2 separate regions of the Anser cygnoides genome follow, and region 2 is linked to region 1. Evidence: chromatin contacts called from public Hi-C data. All regions are on one chromosome and are shown on one strand. Each heading gives the region's core, a stretch centred on a gene start, on an enhancer-like site or on the middle of the called end of the contact. The rest is flanking DNA. Distances are from core to core; before and after follow the strand shown.

Evidence for each region. Hi-C and Micro-C count contacts between places; a contact is called where the count stands out from the background.
Region 2: a contact with region 1 is called in a Hi-C map of fetal liver, with 2.5 times the contacts expected there. The contact joins the promoter of CEBPB here to the promoter of PTPN1 in region 1. A contact is called at or near these places in 5 of 7 Hi-C or Micro-C datasets (fetal liver, granulosa cells and liver).

The regions. Positions count from the first base shown.
Region 1 is chr16:8,546,849-8,550,615 of Taihu_goose_T2T_genome, forward strand. It overlaps PTPN1 (protein tyrosine phosphatase non-receptor type 1), which reads right to left and starts at 1,665. Exons shown (of 9, transcript XM_066978147.1): 1 at 1,389-1,665. The coding sequence starts at 1,451.
Region 2 is chr16:8,710,339-8,714,105 of Taihu_goose_T2T_genome, forward strand. CEBPB (CCAAT enhancer binding protein beta) reads right to left here and starts at 1,727. Exons shown (of 1, transcript XM_048072540.2): 1 at 288-1,727. The coding sequence starts at 1,727. The coding sequence ends at 744.

The sequences.
Region 1 (3,767 bases), core at 415-2,914:
TCAAACCTCATTCTGCGCCACTGTCTGAGCAGATTGAGTCACATCATTCAAAGAAAGCTGGACAAAAATATCACTGAATGCTACATTGAAAATATGCCACAGGCCCTCATTCTTTATTAATCTTACAGCTCCTTACACATTTCACTTCTGTAACTCAGTTGCACCCGTAGAAGTACACCACCTCCATTACAGAGCTATATTACTCAAAATCATTTCCTGAGCACTGAGCCTGCAAAACACCAAATTGTCAAGAACAGTTTAGCAAAAACATAACGTCATATATGCACATGACTTTCAACTGATAGAGTTAGCAAGTGCTGGAACCCTGCAGGAAATGCAGTCCTCTAACAAAAAATGGACTTTTCTGAAAAACATGCTCAAAATTTCATGCTTATTCTCCAATTGCCAAACAACTGGGATATTCATCCTGCAAGCTACTGCTTTGAAAACTTGCCTACAGTAATTCTGAAACTGAAGCACATTTATTTCATTTTCATAAATCCAGTTTTTTTTTAATGTCTACTGCCAGAGAAATACAGTGAAAGGGATGCAAAGCCCAAGTTTTACATTACAAATATGATCTTAAAACTCATTAGAATATGCAATGTGGAAGCTTAAGCATTCAAATGGATTTTACAGTAATGCTACCCGATCTGACTGAACACATCCACCCAGCCATTAGCGTGCTTCGTCTTCTCTCAGACCTCATTTTGGATAAGTGAGCACACAACTTGCTAAAGACAAAGGGCCTAACTTCGGATCCTCGTACCTCTGAAGCTGTGCGTGGTTCGCAAATAATCTTACCATCGCAAAAATGTTTGCCACACGGCTTTTTAGGAATGTCACAACCAGGCTAAATAAACAAAGTAATAAAAAGCAGTACCAGATCCCTGCATGAGTATTCCTAACAAGCCATTTTAAGGGATCTCTTCTACTACTAAAGCGACCAAAACCTAGGTGCGTGCAACGCCGCTCACCATCGCGTTTCTGTTTAAAGAAAAAAGCAGACAGTCGGCTTCACTCCCCCGGGGTCAGGAAGCAGCTTTGGAAGGCTGCTGAGCACTTGCGGCCGCGCTCAGCCCACCGAGGAGCCCCCAGGACCGGGCAGTAGCGCCCCGGGGGCTGCCCCGTCCTGCCCGGGGACCTCAGGGGCCGGGGGCCCGGCTCGGCGCGGCTCGGTAAGGCAGAGGGGAGCTTTCCGAGTCGCGCAGCGGAGCCTCCTCTCCTTCTCTTCCCTCAGCGAAAGGGGAAGGAGAGCAGGCATGGGGGAAAGCCGCGAGGGGAGGCGCAGGGCAGAGCCCCCCCGGCTCTCAGCAGCGGATACAGGCAGAGGGACCAGCGCTCCCCCCCCAGCACCGCGGGGCAGAGCCGAGCCAGCTGCCCCTCACCTGGTACATGGCGGCCCAGCTGGCGGCCTGGTCGAGCCGGTGGAACTCCTTCTCCATCTCCATGGCGGGGACGCCGCGCACGGCCCGGCCCGGCCCGGCCGCCACCACCCCCCGCGTCCCCACCAGCAGCACCCCGCTGCCTGCCCGGGCTCCGGGCTGCTCCCGAGACCGCCGCCGCCTGGCTCGGCACGCCGCTCCTCCCCGCTCCCCGCCGGAACTACGCCGCCCTCCCCGGCGACGCGATGTCCGGGGCGGCCACAACCGTAGCCGGGGGGCTGGGGGGAGAGAGGGGGCGAGGGTAGACCGGAGCGCCCCGGGGTGGGTCGGGGCGGGCCGCCTCCTCCTTCTCCTCCTCGTTCTTCTCCTCCTCGCCTCAGGGCCACTCTCCCCAGAGCCCCCTTCCTGCCCCCCGAGGCGACGAGGAGCCTCTTTGAGGCAAAAAGGGGCGATTTCGGGTGCCTCGGCGCCGCCCCGCCAGGTAGGGCGCTCCCCGCAGGGCTGTGAGGGGAGAGGGCAGCGCCCCGGGGTCGTGTGTGGGAGGGCCTCGGCTGCGGCAGGACGGGCAGGGAGCCCCGCAAAAGGTGTCCCACCCCGGGGAAGGGGCTGTGAGGGGGGCAGCCCCTCCGGGCAGGCGTCCGTGCTGGGGGTGCTGAGCCCCTGTGTGCTCTGACTTCGGGGGTTGGAGGCAGCTCTGAGCGTGTTCAGGAGATGGAGAGGTTATTATTTGCTCTTACACAGGCTGCACGCTGAAACGGGTGCTGTCAGCTGTCCCGTACGCTTTCAGTTGAAGGAATGAGTGCCATGAGAAAATCAGAATGGATTTCGGTCACCTGTCCTCCGTTCTTGTGTTCCTACTCAGAAATGGCCATTACTATCCACATCCTGTCCCAGCAGGTAAACGTTTGCCATCCTACCCCACCCTAAAACACAACATTGAGTAAAGCCTCAGCCTACACGTCTGGTACTAGGGAGCCAACGTGTTCTTCCTGAGGTCAAGACAAGGCGTTCCAAACATATGGACACAGTTATCCCACGCGTAATGCTAGAGCGCGCTTCGTTTCCAAAGTGAGGAATTTTACTTCTCATGTCAGCCAACTTCTGTTTATTAGATTACTATTTCTCAGGCTTTTTGCCCATGTTGCTGCTGAGGGTTGGTGTAGGCTTGGCGTACCTGGTATCTCTGCAGCATCAGCGCTGACCTGAAATGAGATGGTGGGTTTGTGCGATAGGTGTTTCTCAAGTGAATGTGCTTACAAATCCTCTAGGCACAGTATAGATTTAAGACAGTGAGAGTGGCAGGGTTCTCAACAGGCAGGATATATCGATGTCACTGAAGATAGAGGTATTTCGTCCCTTAGCTGCAGCCCTTGCACCGCTTGGCTGTACCTTCTAGGGGAAGCTTTTCCGTTGCTTTTCCTAATCATTCGACCAGAGACTTTGGAAGAGGCTGCGTTTCAGTGTTCAGCCCCAAAGTGCCACCCCACTTGAGCCTTGTTTAGTGGGCTACTAAAGGGCAAATGGGTGCTCTCTGGGAAGAGAGGACTAGTCAGATGTGAGCTCAGGGGCCCAGAATCTGGGGAGAGGGTTAATGGGAATGCCAACAGTTAAGGCAAGCTGCAGAAAGCAGCCTAATTGGATAAATGGTTTAATCTAGGTAAACAATGAAACATTATTCTCTAATCATGTGCTGAATGTAGTACGGAGGCATTAGCAGGTGGTATTAAGATTTTTTTTTTCCTTTCTTACTGCTTTCTCTTGAACTGATTTTTGGAACTAGACAGATACAGTGTTAGCCCTGTGAATGAAACTGTTTCCACTTGTTGAAATCAATTTTCCTGGTACTAAAAGCACTGGATAGGGGACTGCATCTTCTCCTAATCTCCTAATCTGGCTGCTGTGAGGCAGTTTCCTTATCTTGAGAATGGATGGTGAATTTTTAACCTGCTGGACCTGGGGACATAAAGACAAATTTAGCAACTTTGCTGCTTTCCCTTTTCCCTGTGATTTCAAGGTTAAGAATTATGAACATATGTGGGGAGTCTTGCTGTGTTTCAGTGACTCCATACAGAAAGATAAGTCTTTATAATGTCACCAGAGAGCAATTCCTGTGGATGGCCATCTTTCATGCAGGCGTAAACCTGATCGTGCCCAGAACAGGTAGGAGCTTGTGATGCTATAGCTACGTGCAACTGAATTACTGCAATGTGTAAACATTTTATAAAGGAAGATAGCACAGAGTCTTTTATGCTTATGTCACCTGAATGGGTGTAATAAATATAAGCGGGGAAGGTTCTTCAGTCAGTCAGCAGTATGTTCTGCTAAATGTGTACTGTTGTCACAGCAGTAATTGCCTTGAATGACAAAAACTCATATATTACC
Region 2 (3,767 bases), core at 477-2,976, 160 kb after region 1:
CTGAAGCTTCCAGCCCTGCTCTCTGCTGGCTTTCTCTTGGGGTTTTTGTTTTTGTTTTTCTCTGAGTCACAGAGAAAGTGAAAAGACCAACAGAAATCCTGCTCCCTGATCACAGCACCGAGCCAGATGCAGCTAGAGTTTCAGCTCTGCCTTTAAGCTAGCTTCAAACGTGCCTTCCAAATAAAACAAGCTACTTTTTTTAACCTAGTCATAAAGTTTATTAAAATTGTTCATTAATGCTTCAAACGTAGCAAGAATGCATAGATCCCAAAATATACATATGTATTTTCTTATAGAAATAGATTATTCTTTATAATAAAAAAAAAAAAAACGTAGGAACATCTTTAACAGATTACTCAATCCATGACTGACAGTTACACGAGATTGCATCATGTACGCAGCATTCCCAGCCATGCTTCAAGGATTGCATCACTTCGCCCTGCTCTCCTCTCGCTGTGTTAAATACCCCCAGCGCCCAGCAGCCCGCAGAGCCCCGCGGCCGCCGGCCCCCGACCCCCGACCCCCGGCGCGCCCCCGCGCCCTGGCGGCCTCGCCGGGCCCCTCCGCCGACGCGTAAATAAAGAGCAAACCGAGCAGAAAGCCCCGCCGAGCCCGGGGGGAGCCCCGGGGGCGCGCTGCGGGCCCCCGGCCCCGGGCTCCCCCGGCGGGGGGGGGGGGGGGGGGGGGCGCAGCGGGGAGCCGGCCACCGGCGCTCCCCTCCGGCCGGCCCCGGGGAAAGGGGGTCAGCAGCGCGGCGAGGAGGCGAGCAGGGGCTCGGGCAGCTGTTTGAACAAGTTCCTGAGGGTGCTGAGCTCCCGGGAGAGCTGCTCCACCTTCTTCTGCAGCCGCTCGTTCTCGGCCGTCAGTTCCAAGACTTTGTGCTGCGTCTCCAGGTTGCGCATTTTGGCTTTGTCGCGGCTCTTGCGCACCGCGATGTTGTTCCTCTCCCGGCGCAGCTTGTACTCGTCGCTGTGCTTGTCCACGCACTTCTTGGGCTTGTTCTTGCCCGCGGGGGGGGCCGAGTAGCCCCCGCCGGCCGCGGCCGACTTGGAGGACTCGGAGGGGTTGGGGGTGCCGGGGGGGCTGGAGGAGGACGAGGTGGACAGGTTCCCGCTGCTGCCGCTCGGCACCGACTGGTAGCCCAGGTAGGAGCGCACGGTGCTGCCGTAGGGCGAGGACATGCCCCCCGGTCCCGGCCCGGCCCCCCCTTCTTCCTTACGGGGCCCTTTGCAAGAGTCCAGGGTCTCGAAGACCGGCTCGGCTTTGGTCTCCACGATCTGCGGCGGGAAGCAGCCCGGCAGCCCCCCCGGCTTGTGGCTCTGGCTGCCGCACGGGTGGCCGTGCCGGCCGAGGCTGATGTAGGTGTAGTCGGGCTTCTTGCCGCCGCTGCCTTTATAGTCCTCGGCGAAGAGATCGGAAAGGAAATCTTGGCCGCCGCCGCTGCTGCACGGAGGCTCAAAGTTGCCCCCTGCTGCTGCTGCGGGAGGAGGCGGCTGCGCCGGCTGCTGGGATGCTAAGGGGTCCAGGTAGGGGCTGAAGTCGATGGCTCGCTCGTGGTCCCCTACGGTCAGCTCGGTCATGGAGCGGCCCCCGGCCGCCCGCGGGTGCAGCTTGTTGAGAGCAGCCAGACAGTCCGCCTCGTAATAGAAATTCGCCACTTCCATGGATTTAAAGGCGGGCGGCTGGATGGGGAGGCATGCTGCGTCCCAGGCCACCAGGCGTTGCATGAAAGCAAAGGGGGATGCGGGGAGGAGAAGACGGCGCAGGGGGCCCCCCCGGCAGAGGATCGAGCTGCCGCCGTCGGGGTGGGGGGCTCCAGACCCTGCCTCGGGCTCTGGCGCTGGGCACCGCGGCTGCTGCGCTGCCCCCCCCTGCGCCGGCTCAGTCCCTGCGGCTCGGCGGGGCTCTGCCGCTCCGGGTGCTGCGGCTGGAGCTGGCGTTTCTCCTGCGGACCATCTGGTTGCGGGGCCCGCGTCCTAAAAGCCTCTGCCTTAGGAAAGTTCCTCCGCTCGGTTATTTATAGGGGCGGCCGATCCCATAGCAACAGGCGCGTCACCGCCTGGCCGCCTGCCACGCCGAGCTGCCGCCGGCCCCGGCCCGCGGGTGCGGAGCGGGTGCGGAGCGGCTGCGGGGGCCGGCACCGCCGCCGGGGCCGCCCGGGACGGGGCCGGGGCCGCAGGTGCCCCTCGCTCCCCGCCCGGCCCCGGGGAGGGGGCAGCGATCGGCCCCCGGGGGTGCGGAGCAGCCCCGCGCCCTGCCGGGTGCGCGCGGTTTGGGGCCGCAGGGGTGCAGCGCTCCCCCCCCCGCCGGGCTCGTTTAGCCCCCGGGGGAACGGAGGCGGCGGGGGGTTATTTATTTGTTCGGTTCGTCTTTTTCCAAGCTCTTCTGCCAAGGCAGGGGAGCGCTGCGACCGGAGGGCAGACCGCGATGTTCGCCGTGCGGCGCTCCGGGAGGAAAACCGGCGGCCGCCAGCGCTGCCCCGCGCGGGGGAGCGCAGCGGCGGCGTCCGAGGGCCAGCAGGGAGCGGGGGGAAGCGGCTCCAGGCTCCCTGCTCGCCCCTGGAGCAGTCACAGCAAAGCCACGGCTCCCCTCCCCGTCCCTTCGTGCCGGGATGATGGCCTTAAAGTTTGTCTTGGCGTATTTGCTTTGCGTGATGTGGTGCAACTGTCAGGGTACACAAGCGATAGGGGATCCGTGCCCTGAACCCGAAGGGGACCGGCTCTCGGGCGGCTCTGAGCCGGTGAGGTACGTGCACGGCAACGTGGGAGCCCAGAGCCTGCAGAACGGCAGGGTAAGTTTGGGAAGGAAGACTGAATCTTGATGTCCGTTTTAATTAAAGACACCCACCTTGGGAATCAAACTTATATTTTCACTCTCTTACTCCCACATTTACCTGTCTACAAGCTGGTGATTCATCGCCAGAATAAAGGACATTAATTTAAAACAAAACATATAATTAAAGGAAGTAGGAGTGTCCTTCGCCTCAGTAAAGAAGACCTAGCACTGCAGGGAAAATGACACTGCCTCTTAGAATAATGTGAAGCAATCCTGCGGTGTGGGAAATATTGTAACGTTAAGCCAGAGGAACAGGTATTGCATTATACGATTCAAACAGTCAACTGTTCATAATGTTCAAACCTCAGAACTGCGAAAAGAGGAAGAATTCAGAAATCAGTCAGTGGACCATCACACTTTTTCTTTCTTGCATTTTTTAGCTTTCTTTGCTTTTTCTTCTCGCGTTCTAAAGGGACTTTTCTTTCCATAACAAAAGTACCCTAACAGGTTTCAGGCTTCAAATATTTCTAGTTCCATCTTTATCTACCAAGTTAATCTTTGGTGAATGCACCAGAGATTAAATTGGAGCTGGGCCTGGCCAGAGATCTGGGTCTGGAGGTTGTAGCTGGAGCCCATACCTTCATAAATACAAACATCTGTATTGGGTGCAAATACTGGCAAGTCGTAGGGAGCCGGGGCTTGTTCTCCTGGCTGTTTACCCTCTCGTTCTGTGTCTTTATCCTGCGTTCTGATCTGGCAGTTACCTCCAGCGGCTGCCCTAACTGGCCCTTGCAACTGAACTCTTGAAAATCGGTCTCATGCGCTTCCTACCTCCAAAACAGCTCGGGAACCCACAAGCAGAAGGTCTCCTGCTGAAATGCGTGTTTGGTTTTTCTTGGCATTACCCCTGCGGGTTGCCACGGCTGCCACGGCCGCTGGCTAAAATCGAACGCTCAAAGCAATCGGTAAGTTTCGTGAGCGTTTTTTCAAGA